Regions from separate parts of the Capra hircus genome. Here region 2 is linked to region 1. The links are chromatin contacts, called in public Hi-C maps. All regions are on one chromosome and are shown on one strand. The core of a region is the stretch at or near the end of the contact, and the rest is flanking DNA. Distances in the headings are between cores, read along the strand shown.

Region 1 (5,701 bases), core at 1,687-4,186:
CCTTTCCCTTCTCCAGGGGATCTTCCCAACCCAGGGATTGAACCCAGGTCTTCTGCATCGCAGGCAGATTCTCTACCAGCTGAGCCACAAGGGGAGCCCAAGAATACTGCAGTGGGGAGCCTATCCTTTCTGCAGTGGACCTTCCCGACCCAGGAATCGAACCGGGATCTCTCAAGGGAACCAACAGGGACTTCCCTGGTGGTCCAGTGACGAAGATTCCATACTCCAATGCAGGTGGACCTGCGTTCGATCCCGGGTTGGGGGGCTAAGGTCCCACACGCCACAAGCAAGACCTGGCACAGCCAAATAAACAAATATATTTTAAAATAAATAAATAAAGAGCTCTGATAATATAAACTTCCTATCTGTAAATTCACTACATGAGGATAAAAGTAAAAGATGTAATAGCTCGCCATGGTCAGAATTTCAGAATCACAGAATTCTGGGATTAAAGGTAGCTCAGATGCTGGCCTAGCTCCCCAGAGGACAGACAAGCAGATGGAAGCCCCATTACTACCCACAACCACAGAGCTGTCCCAGGCAGGGACAACTTCACCAAGGAAGCAGACACAGCTCCAATTCCAGCAGTCCTGCCCCTAGCAAAGCCCCCTGGCCATGCATTTTACAAGTACCACAAGGGGGACTGTCCCTTCAGAAAGGAAGTACTCTGAATGCTCAAGAACACACATTCAGGGTGGAACAAAGGTCACTGGTGGGGTTGGCAAACCACCCAAACCAGACCTACGGTTTGATGAGGAAAATCTTTCCAAGGCAGCTAAAATCATTGTATTTTATAACTTAAACACCTGCTTTGTGATAATCACCAGAAAAAAAGAGGCAAACTAGGAGAAGAAAAGGAAGAGAAATGAAAAATTTCCCCTCTGATTTCCTATATCTGCTTAGATCACCCTAAACTAGGGAGCCTCCCCAATGCTGACTTTAATGAGGACCTTCCTAAAGCTGGTCCAACTGGTGTTCAAGTCACTGGACTGAAAAACAAGTTTATGAGTAGCAAGGTCACCTGATTCTGACCATGTCCATGCTGTTTACCCTAAGATGACAGGCCAGTGGTTGCCACAGCTTTGATAAATGCTGCAAAGACTCTACTATCTCTTTGAAGTCCCCAGGGGCCTCTACATGACTAAATGCCATAAAAAGGAACCTTGAATACAGCAACAGTGTGAAAGGAGGGAAGTAACAAACACCACATAACAGTGGAGGAACTTCATTCCAGACGCTGAACTGTTAATGTAAACTTGTTACTTGTTTCCCTGACTTGTGAGGGAAACAGTCATTACATCATCACCAAAGAGAAGCCCCTCTTCTACAAAATGTACCTGCTGCTGCTAAGCCACTTGAGTCGTGTCCGACTCTGTACGACCCCAGAGACGGCAGCCCACCAGGCTACCCCGTCCCTGGGGTTCTCCAGGCAAGAACACTGGAGTGGGTTGCCATTGCCTTCTCCGACAAAATGTACCTACTTGCCATCAAAAGCTACTGCTTAGACCAGGTCATGACCACAGCCAGGTAACAGGCACCCACTACTCAACCCTTTGCAGCTCAGCAGCTCATACAGGCACAGGTGTCAACCAGGAGACCTCAAACTCTGACCACAGGGAACAGCTCAGTGTTGGGGGCAAGGTGGTCAGAAGGGGCTTACCCATCTCTTCCTTTGCTGACAATCTTCACCTCAAAGTAATAAATGCCACAGGCAGCAGGTATGGGGTGGGTGGCACGCACTGACGCCGCATCTTTGTGATTTTTGCCATGACCTAATAGAAGAGGACAAGGAAGAAATTTCAGCAGAGGGACATACAAATGGAAGCCTCATTCCTCTCTGCTCCATGGCAACTTTACCCCTTCATGGCCAGAGGAAGCCCTTACACAGTCCAAGAAATAATTAGACAACAACTAAGCAAATACATAAACCTCCCACCTTTGGTTCACCTCCTCCTAAGCACAGCAGCCCGGCCTGGGACTCTGTCCACCACAGAAACCACAGGAGGGTACATGCAATGTGGGTGCCTACATAAGAGACTTCCTCAGGATACACGCAGCCCACTCCGAAGAATAGGGGAGGGAGAGGCAGCCCTGGAAGATGCCCCTACGATTTGGGGCAGAACCTCAGGCCCTGTCTGGGATGTCTGGCAGGTGAGGAAGCTCATGGACCTCTGGTTGATGGAGGGGATGTGACCACCCTTTTCTTTAGACACTTTTGAAACTCAGCAGTGGTAAAGGGCTCAGCTAGAGTCCCTAGAGCTATCTCAGGACAAGCAGGAAGACCCTGGGAAGAAGGTCCAGCCCAGAACTGGTTCGGACACCTGTTGCGGTTCTCCTGACACCGGGTGTCTCAGGGCAGAGCAGACAAGGCAGTCAATCACTGGCCTGGTCAGCTCCACCACCCTAGACACCCTACAGGAGCTAAGGCCCAACCCGGAGCACCCGAGCTGGGGAAGGGACATGATGGAGCACCGGCCGGGCAGCACAGCTACCCCGAAGACACTCTGGTCTTTTCCTCCCCTCGGCCAGAAGGCCGATACCTTTATAGTGGACGCGGAGGTTGCCCTGGGAGAGGCCGATGTAGTTGTACTTGTCCTTGGGGCTCCAGGAGCGCGGCAGCGGCGTCTCGTGCTGGTTGACAGCGGGATACAGGCGCTGCAAGCGCCGGCTCAGTTCCTGCTCTCCTGGGGACGGCAGCCCGCACCCAGCGGCCCCGCCGGAGGAGTCTCCAACCTGAGGGCTCCCAGCTCCCGGGTCCGCCGTCGCCGCCGCCATCTTGGAGGGAGCTGCTATTGTGTCACTGGGGGCGGGGAAGAGCAGGACCAGATCCGCCCCGCTCAGCCAATGACCAGAGAGCCAACCAGGGCCGCAGGGAAACCGAGTCCCAGTCCTGCAACTCGCTTTGGACCCTGCCACGCCTCGCCACATTTTGGACTCCACTTCCCATAATGCAGAGTTCTCCAGGGGCGGACCAGCTCAGGCTGGTGGGGATTTCTGGGAGATGTAGTACAAACCTGCTCAGCCATAAGCCTGCTCAGCTAAGACATTGAGATACCGAAAACTACAATTCCCGCTGGCAACGCTGCTCCGGCCTCTCAGCTCACCTCCCTCCCCCGTGGCCTCTGTTTATGCCCCAGCCTCAGCTCCGGTCGCTAGGGTCATATCCGCTGTAATGACTGACTCTAAGGAGACCCTCAGTCCCTATTCCCCGTCCGAGCATACCTTCGCTGCTTGGCTTTCCTCCCGGCGCGCGGGAGCCGGATTCGAGGGCGTGACACAATCCTGATCCCGCCCCCGCCGATGGGCTGCTGGGATCTGGTCGCCATGGTGACGGACTGTACACTAGCACAGCTTCCCAGGCCGCGGGTGCGGGCTGCCCGGGTGCCCGACTGCCCGGCTGCCCTAGGGTCATGGACTCTCAGAACTCGCAAACCCTCAACTTCCCCACCACGTCGAGGTAGGCGCTTGGCGGTGTGAGGCCGGAGAGGAGGCTTTGCGTACTTCCAGAAAGAGAAAGGGTACCTGCTTCAGACCTCTGCACCTCCTGCCTTTTTCTATTGGTCTGGGCCTCCAGCCCCACAGGAACAGTGGTACAGAAACAATCTCAGATGATTTGTCAGCGCAGGAAGGTGGTTACATTCTAGTAAAAGGGTAAAGTGGAAGTGGAAGTCACTCAGTCGTGTCCGACTCTTTGCTACCCCATGGACTATACAGGCCAGAATACTGGAGTGGGTAGCCTTTCCCTTCTTCAGGGAATCTTCCCAACCCAGGAATCCAACCCAGGTCTCCCGCATTGCAGGCGGATTCTTTACCAGCTGAGCCACAGGGGAAGCCCAGTAAAAGGGGAGGCGCACTTTATCATTAGTAACAGCCGGCTTTTTCCTGTTAAGCGTGCATTAAGTGCCAAGTGCTCCATACACCATATTTAACCCTCACAGCAACTCTATGAGGTGGTAATATCACCGTTTTACAAACAAAGAAATAGAAGTCTGAAGAGATCATGTGTTTTACACATGTTTATAAGTCATGGAGCTGGTATTTGATCTCAGCCATGGGAGTCTCTAGATTTGAGCTCTTAGCCACAGGATAAACAGCCTCTTTACCCACTGGCTGAAGATAAAAAAGCATCTGTAAGCAGCCCAAGAACATCCTATAGCCTTAAGGTAGCACCTTCACAGGTGCAGCATCTGGACACTCCAAATATGATGATAACAAGCTCCTATAGCCAGAAAAGCCACAGCCAAATAAATATTTTTAAAAAAATTAAAAAATAAAACACTAGAACTTCTCAGAGGATTATGTGTTTAAAAAAAAAAAAAAGATTTGTCTCCATCTCCTTGTAAGGAAACTGGGCTGAGTGAAGTTAAATTACATGCCCAAGAGGATTCCTGTTAGAAGATAGATGTCAGCCTCTGGGTCCTATCAACTAGTAAGTAGAAAGTAGTAAGTACAAGCTCAAGACTCTCACCCTGACTCTTGACTCCAGACTCTGTACTTCTTGTCCTATAGCACCTGCCTTTGGTATCACACCCCTAGAATGTGCTGGTAATGTACATACAGTGATCATTAGAGCCACAGATGAATGCTGAAGGAAGTGTAGGCCTGCATGGTTTTATGGGTTCCTGGCAAGGGGTGTTATACCACTGCAGAATACATGAGATTCCAGTGATGAGGAGAATGTTTCTGGGAATGTGGAAAAATACTTTGAGCCCAGAATTGGGAGCTTGTTGACAGCACCTTTGGGAATCTGGCGGCAGCACTGGGAAGACCCAGAACCTGCCTTGGAGGAGAGAGGAGCCCATGTCTTGTGGTTCTGGGAAGGGTGGAAGTGCACTCCCCACTCAAGGCTCTGTCACCCACCCTTTCTTTCTCCTTCTCTGTGCAGAGCACACCTGCGGCCTTTAGGAGTGTCCATAGATGATTCCCTCTTCACAGAAACCAAGAATACCCAGAAACGCAAGCTTTCTCAGAAACGGAAGACACTGCTGGTTAGTGGCAATGTCCTGTGGGATCTCTAAATTTTGATCCCCAGTCAGGGGTGTGTCAGAGGCCAGGCCCACCAGCCTCTGAGGTGGGAGCATGCACACTTGCCACACCTCACCTGAAAAACCTTCCCAGACCAGCCCTTTCCCACAGATAACCTTCTCTTGCAACACAGCATTCTGGAGTGGACCTCATTTCTTCATCCAGCCTACCACGTGCCAGGCATTGTGCTTGGTGCTGCGACGGTCCCACCAGATCTATCAGGGTCTTTTAGAACTATGACTGTATCTTTTTTGTCTTTACAGCCCTAGTGCCTGATGTAGTACTTGAGTGGCTGCTACAATGTGTGCCATAACTGCTGTGAGTAGGTGTGTGAAGGCAGTAGCAAAGGATGTTCATCCACTGTGTTGCTGGCTCTGCACTGGAAGTAGGGACTCTATCAGTCTCAGGACAGTCTCTCCTTCCATTCCTGTTCTTTGACGTTTTTATATAAAAATGAATGCTGGGGAACTCCCTGGCAGTCCAGTGGTTAGGACTCTACACTTTCACTGCAGTGGGGAATGAGTGCCATCGCTGATTCTCCCCACAAATTTTAAAAAATGCTATGTTATTAAGATTTAGGAGTTTTGTTGATATGATCGTAAGATTGTTATTACTATTTAATCAGCAAACAGCCATTGTCCAAAAATCACAGGTAAAAAAACACATCTGAGCAAAC
Region 2 (5,701 bases), core at 2,162-4,661, 90 kb after region 1:
GAGCTGCTTGGCAGCTGTCCAGTCCAGTCCCCCTGCATGTCGGCCTCAGTATCAGAGCCCCGAGCTACACAGGCCCGCCTGCAGGGAAACTGGACCAGGCTGCCGGTGTGGGCGGGCTGTTGCTCCCTGCTCTCCCTCACTGCTCTTAGCACAGGACTTAGGGTCCCTAACTGCCCGCCTCCTGGAGGCCAGTAGCTCCCCAGGAATCACTGGGAGCTGGCCCATTGGTGAGGAGGACCCTAGTACGTAGCTGTTTAGAAACGTGGGCTTTCAGTCACTTTCTTCCAGTTTGGCTCAGTAGAAGTTGATTTGAGATTTGCTTTCCAAAGGGCAAGTAATGATAACAACTCCACGTTGTCCTATCCTGTCTTCAGGACTCCAGATGGGTCTTTTCTTTGTCTCCTACCCCTCCCCACCCACTGCTCCCCTGCCCCCTATCAGTACATCAGCATCAGTGGGGAAGGGCTTGGGGAAGAGTTGGAGCTCAGAGAAGCCAGAAGCAGGGTGGTGATGGTGTGTAAGAGTTTCTGCTGGGTGGACATGCAGCCACCCCCAGTGTGGGCTCTCAGACTTTCCTGAGTCCCTTGGTGTATGTGTTCAGGGGTTCCTTAAGGTGAAGAGCACCATGGGGTAGACCAGGCAGACCACCCTCTCACCTCACAGAAAGGAGGGTGATGGTCTCCCTTACCTCCCAACCAAGCCGTCTGGAACAGGCTCAGCAAAAGTCCAAGCCACCTACCCTTTGGAGAGTGTCAGACCCCGTGCCAGAGTGCTCCCAAGAGAGGCAGGGACTCAGAGCAGTGCTGCATGCACCCTCCTTCAGCAGAGTAACTTGAGGGCCTGGGCCATGTCCTAGAAGCAGCTGCAGGAGAGAGTACCCATCAGGTGCCATGCATGGGTTGTTTACTCACTGAGTCTCTCTCTGCTGAGTGCCTCCTTTATACCCAGCAATAGGCACTGATGACTAGCTGAGCATGGTCTAATGAGCACAGTAAACTTGAAATTGTTGGAATAATTGTTTAGACTTGGGGCTAAGAGGGAGTATGAGCAAATGTCTTTTAACCTGAGAACTGGGGATTCAGCCAGGTGAAGGGTTGTGCAGGCTGAGACCTGGAGACAGACAGCTGCTTGGTGTGTAGCTGTGATGAGGCAGCCACACACCACGAGGGTGCATGTAGCTGAGCAGGCTTTGTGCTGAGGAAAGAATACACTAAGATGAGGCTGGTACAGGACACTGCCAGGAGTGCTGTGTGACTTAGGGAAGTCATGCAGACATGAGAAGTACCCCTGAGAAGGGTCCCAGTCCTTGCTGGGCTCCTGCGATCCCCCTGCCCTCCCATCAGGTGAAGAAATCTAGTTGCCTTGAATTTTTCCCTCTTCTCTCCATGGCTGAGAGGCTGAGGCTGATGCAGAGAATGCGGTGTTCATTTTGGCCACTCTTTCAGTTGGAGAGAGGACGGGCCCTCTCTGTAAGGACTAAGAAGTGGCCTGGAATGGGGTGTCTGGGGATGTGAGCTTAAGTGCAGCTTAAGATGTGGTGGAAGATTTGGTCATTCTCATTAGATCCCCCTGAGTTGCACTGTCCTAGGGTAGGATGGGTGGTCTTGACTGGGGCTACCTCCTTGAACTAGGCTTTGAGTCCAGGGCACCTTAGAAGTTTGTTCCTTGGGGAGGGGTGAGTCCTTCTCCTGTCACACTCCATGTCACCTGGAGAGTAGCCTCTGCTCAGCACTGGGTGGGAAGGGGAGGCTCAGAATGATCTACATGGGAGGAGCGGGACATTGCCTCTCTGGGGGGCAAGCGCAGGGCTGCTGGACAGGTCTTGAGTGCTGTGTGGGTGACATCTTCGTCCTGGGGAGGGCAGTGATTAGTGTGCTCGCTCTAATGCTTGTCCTTGGTCTCTAGCCCTGGCCCAGTGTGTCCAACCTGGCCAAGGACTTCATTGACCGCCTACTGACGGTGGACCCTGGCGCCCGTATGACTGCACTGCAGGCCCTGAGGCATCCATGGGTGGTGAGCATGGCAGCCTCTTCGTCTATGAAGAATCTGCACCGCTCCATCTCCCAGAACCTCCTCAAACGTGCCTCCTCACGCTGCCAGAGCACTAAATCTGCCCAGTCCACGCGGTCCAGCCGTTCAACACGCTCCAACAAGTCCCGCCGAGTGCGGGAGCGAGAGCTGCGGGAGCTCAACCTGCGCTACCAGCAGCAGTACAACGGCTGAGCTGCCAGCGGGATGCAGACATGGCGGGCCCCAGCCGGGGCACACACTGCTGGGCCCAGCGGCCTCTCTAGAGATAGACCTGCATGGTCCAGGGTAGGTGAATGGCCCTAGCCCCTTCTCTGTGCCTGCAGCGCCCCCATCTTCACTCTGGGCCTCAACCTGGTGCGACAGAGCGGAGGGAGTCCTGGGCCCTATGAGCCCCGAACCTGATTTGGCACAGATGCTCCTCTCGGTGGACAAGTGCTCTGGTATATATTGGGGGAAGGGCGGGACTTGGCCTTCAGTCTCACCTCTTTCTTGGCTCTCCCCCAGACCAAAGGGGCATGCACTGCCAGCTAGAGGGTATCCTGTGGTCTCAGGACTCTTTGGGACAGTTACTTCTGGAACTCCCCTTTCCTCTACCAAGCCTTCCTCCCTAACCCCCTGCCCCCATGTTTCATGGCATCCTGACCCCCATGATTATGCTCTAGTGAGAGGCCCAGGTAGGCCCATAACTTGTGCCTTGGCTGGACTTTCAGCCCCTGGCTAAGTCTAAACAGTCTTCCACCTCCCAGCCCAAATCTGTCTTCCTTCCCGGTGTCCCCAGGGACCCCTCCTGGCCCCAGAACTTGCCAGGATCTCTCATGGGAAGGCCGTGGAGTGGCCCTTGGCCCTCTGGACTGTGTGGCTGCGTTGGTAGCAGGCTTGCTCCAGGCTCCAGCCTCTGGCCATGAGGGTTCCCGCCACCAGTCCACCATCCTCAGTGCCTTCTTTGCAGAGCCTCCTATCACCTCACTCTCTCCCTTGGATGCCCGTTCTTTCTATTCCCCAGGTGCCTCCTTCCCAACTGTGGGGGGTTAAAAGGAGCCCCACTGCTGCTACCTGGGGGATGGGGCACCTGGGTCAAAGCAAAGGACGGGGGCTTCTGAGGGAGAGCCCCATCCGGATTCCAGCATCAGCCCTGGTTCCAACCTTGGTGCTGCCGGTTGTTGCCTCACTTCAGGCGCTGCTCTTCCCTCCTTTGCAGCTGCACAAAGGCGCCATCTAGTGTCGGGCACTCGTATGGACAGCCTAGGAATGCCCACTGTGCTCTCCTTTTATCCTCCAAGAGGAAGTGGGAAGGAAGGAAGGTCCTGGGACTGCTCAACTGTCTCCCTTTCTGCTGAGCTTCTGTTGCAGCTCCCCCCTGGAACTTAGCCATACTGTGTGACCTGCCTCTGAACCCTGAATGCGTGGGGGCACTGCCCTCCTCACGGTGGCCTTGCTTGGTCCACCCTGTCCCTGCTTCTTTTCACAGCATTACCTTTCCATTCTGGGCCCCACTGAATCTCCGTCTGGAGGGAGCCCCATGAGAGGTGGGTGAAATTGGATGACTGCTTTCCCAGAGGTCTGAGCAAGACCATCCCCCGTCAGTCTTGTGCCTCCCCTCCACCACAGATGGGGGCTGGAGTCCAAGCCCTCTCCCTCCACAGCTGCTCTCTGCAGGTGGGGAGGAGCCAGGGCCCAGCTTTAGCTTTAGCTGGACTGCGGGTCCCCTGCCAGTGGGGAGGGTTTGGCTCTCAGTTCCTTATGGTGGGTTCCCTTGGGCCAGGCCCTCAACTTTTTGCATGTGCCACCTTCAGTGGGCACCACGCCCAAAGAGACCACTCTGGGCCACATCACCTGTGCCTTGTACACCCGCTCCTCTGTCTCCAGTGCTCCTTGCACGAGGCAGTGGCAAGCCCAAGTCCCCTGTCCTCAGAATTCCCCCCACTTCCCCGGGTGCCTCTGGGGATTTATTTCCCCTTGGCCAGGATGCACCTGGTCCTGAGAGTAGGACCGAGGAAGTTTGGAGACTTGGGCCTTTGTGACGCCATGGACTGTGGATGGAGAATGTGCAGTTATTTATTTTGTGTACTCAGTCTGTAAAGGTATCCTCTGTACTCAATAAACAGGCTGCCTTCCCCAGGGAAAGCTGCCGCTTCATTCTGACAGCCCGGCCTCCTTGCTGGGGACCAAGGGGTTGCCCAGGAGGTGGGGATGGGGAACTCAGCCCAGACGCAGCTAGTCTAGCAGGTTCTTGACTCCTCAGCATGTGTTGGGCCAGAGGACAGAGTTCACTTGGGGAGTGGGACCCCCAGAAGCCTCTCCTTTTTCCTGAACCAGGAAGACAGAATAGACAGCAGGACTGGGAGTATTTATTAGACCCCAGCGGAGCCTGTGTGGGCTCAGTTGTAGGCTGTGGCCTGATTGACCCAGGTACCAAACCTGCTGAAGGAGTGTACATGGCAGGCGCGAGCACACTGCAGTCCCTGGTGCCCCAGGAGACCATATCAGTGAGCACCCATGTGTTCCCCTTCTGGCAGACAAGCAGGCCTCCAGAGTCACCCTGGCGGAAGGAGAGGGGAGAAGTCTGCATGCAGGTGGGAGTACCACAGGAAAGTGCCGAGGACAGGACGGGGCCAGTGCTCACCTGGCGCAAGGAGGCCCCTGCACAGATTGTGGAGCTGGTGAGCATGAGCCCTGGTACTGCTGACACTGTCTCTCGGTGAGCAGGGCAGAGCTGGCTGCCGCAGGTGTGCCCGAGTCACACTGCCTGTGGGCCGGGCGGGGCTGCTTATGCCCCACATGGCTTGCCCCTACCCTTCCCTTCCACCCAGATCTTTGACCCAAGTTCCTACCCACACCACTGAGGCACCCAGCCATGTGAGGAAGCCGGGAAAACTGGTGAGGTGCACATTGTGTACTGGGCTGGAGAGGAGAGTGTCAGTAATATGAGATCATTGTTCATGGTGGTGGGATTCCAGGAAGGGTGCCTGTGAAGCCAGGAAGGGGCCGTGCAGGATGGGCGTGGGCACAGGCCCCCAGGGTGATGGGTGCCAGGGGTTAGACCAGGGCATCCTGTGAGTTCCTCACCCCTAGGGCCTACACACCTACACTGCCCACCCTTCCTTTCCCGTCTGCAGCCCAGGCACAAGATGGACAGACCTGCAAAGGCTCAGCACCAGATGCTAGGTTGTATTCACCCAGGATGACAAAGTGGCAGCCAGGGCTCCAGTGAGAGTGGGGCTGGGCAGCCAGAGGGAGGGCAGAGTGACAAGAGAGGGGCCTCCAGAGCAAGGTGGTGGGGAGGTGGGGCAGGGGTGGTACAGGGAGAGGGGAAGCAATCCCACAACGTTGCAGTGGGCAGCCGTGACTGCCCAGGACTGGCCAGTGACAGACCCACCGCAGAAGCAGAAGCCTTTGCTGTCCTGGGGTCAGGGGTTAGCAGTGGGGGTGGGCCCAGGCTAAACCCAGGCATGAAACACCTGACATCCTGCCCCACCGCAGGGTCCTGTACCTACGGGGACACGTCCCAGGGCCAGGGGCCCAGCACTGCCTTCTTCCCATTGACAGTACTCTGGCTGAAGTGCAGCGCTGGTTTAATGGCAAGAACGCCACAGCCTGGCCATTGGACTGGAAAGGACCTGCTTCCCGCATCCCAGCCCACTTCTCCTCTCCTCCTGGGTGCCCTCAGGCT

The links. Hi-C and Micro-C count contacts between places; a contact is called where the count stands out from the background.
Region 2: a contact with region 1 is called in a Hi-C map of blood, with 2.4 times the contacts expected there. The contact joins the enhancer-like site here to the promoter of TSNAXIP1 in region 1. A contact is called at or near these places in 2 of 5 Hi-C or Micro-C datasets (blood and liver).

The regions. Positions count from the first base shown.
Region 1 is chr18:36,584,168-36,589,868 of ARS1.2, forward strand. TSNAXIP1 (translin-associated factor X-interacting protein 1) reads left to right here and starts at 2,937. Exons shown (of 16, transcript XM_005692462.3): 1 at 2,937-3,457; 2 at 4,886-4,988. The coding sequence starts at 3,411. RANBP10 (ran-binding protein 10) reads right to left here and starts at 2,884. Exons shown (of 14, transcript XM_005692156.3): 1 at 2,541-2,884; 2 at 1,661-1,772. The coding sequence starts at 2,775.
Region 2 is chr18:36,673,925-36,679,625 of ARS1.2, forward strand. It overlaps PSKH1 (serine/threonine-protein kinase H1), which reads left to right. Exons shown (of 3, transcript XM_018062173.1): 3 at 1,906-4,175. The coding sequence ends at 2,223. Among named protein-coding and RNA genes, the nearest start is that of PSMB10, 8.4 kb to the right of the region's middle. Within about 2 kb of position 3,412, at least 2 of the 5 cell types and tissues checked have an H3K27ac peak or open chromatin away from gene starts, as enhancers often do.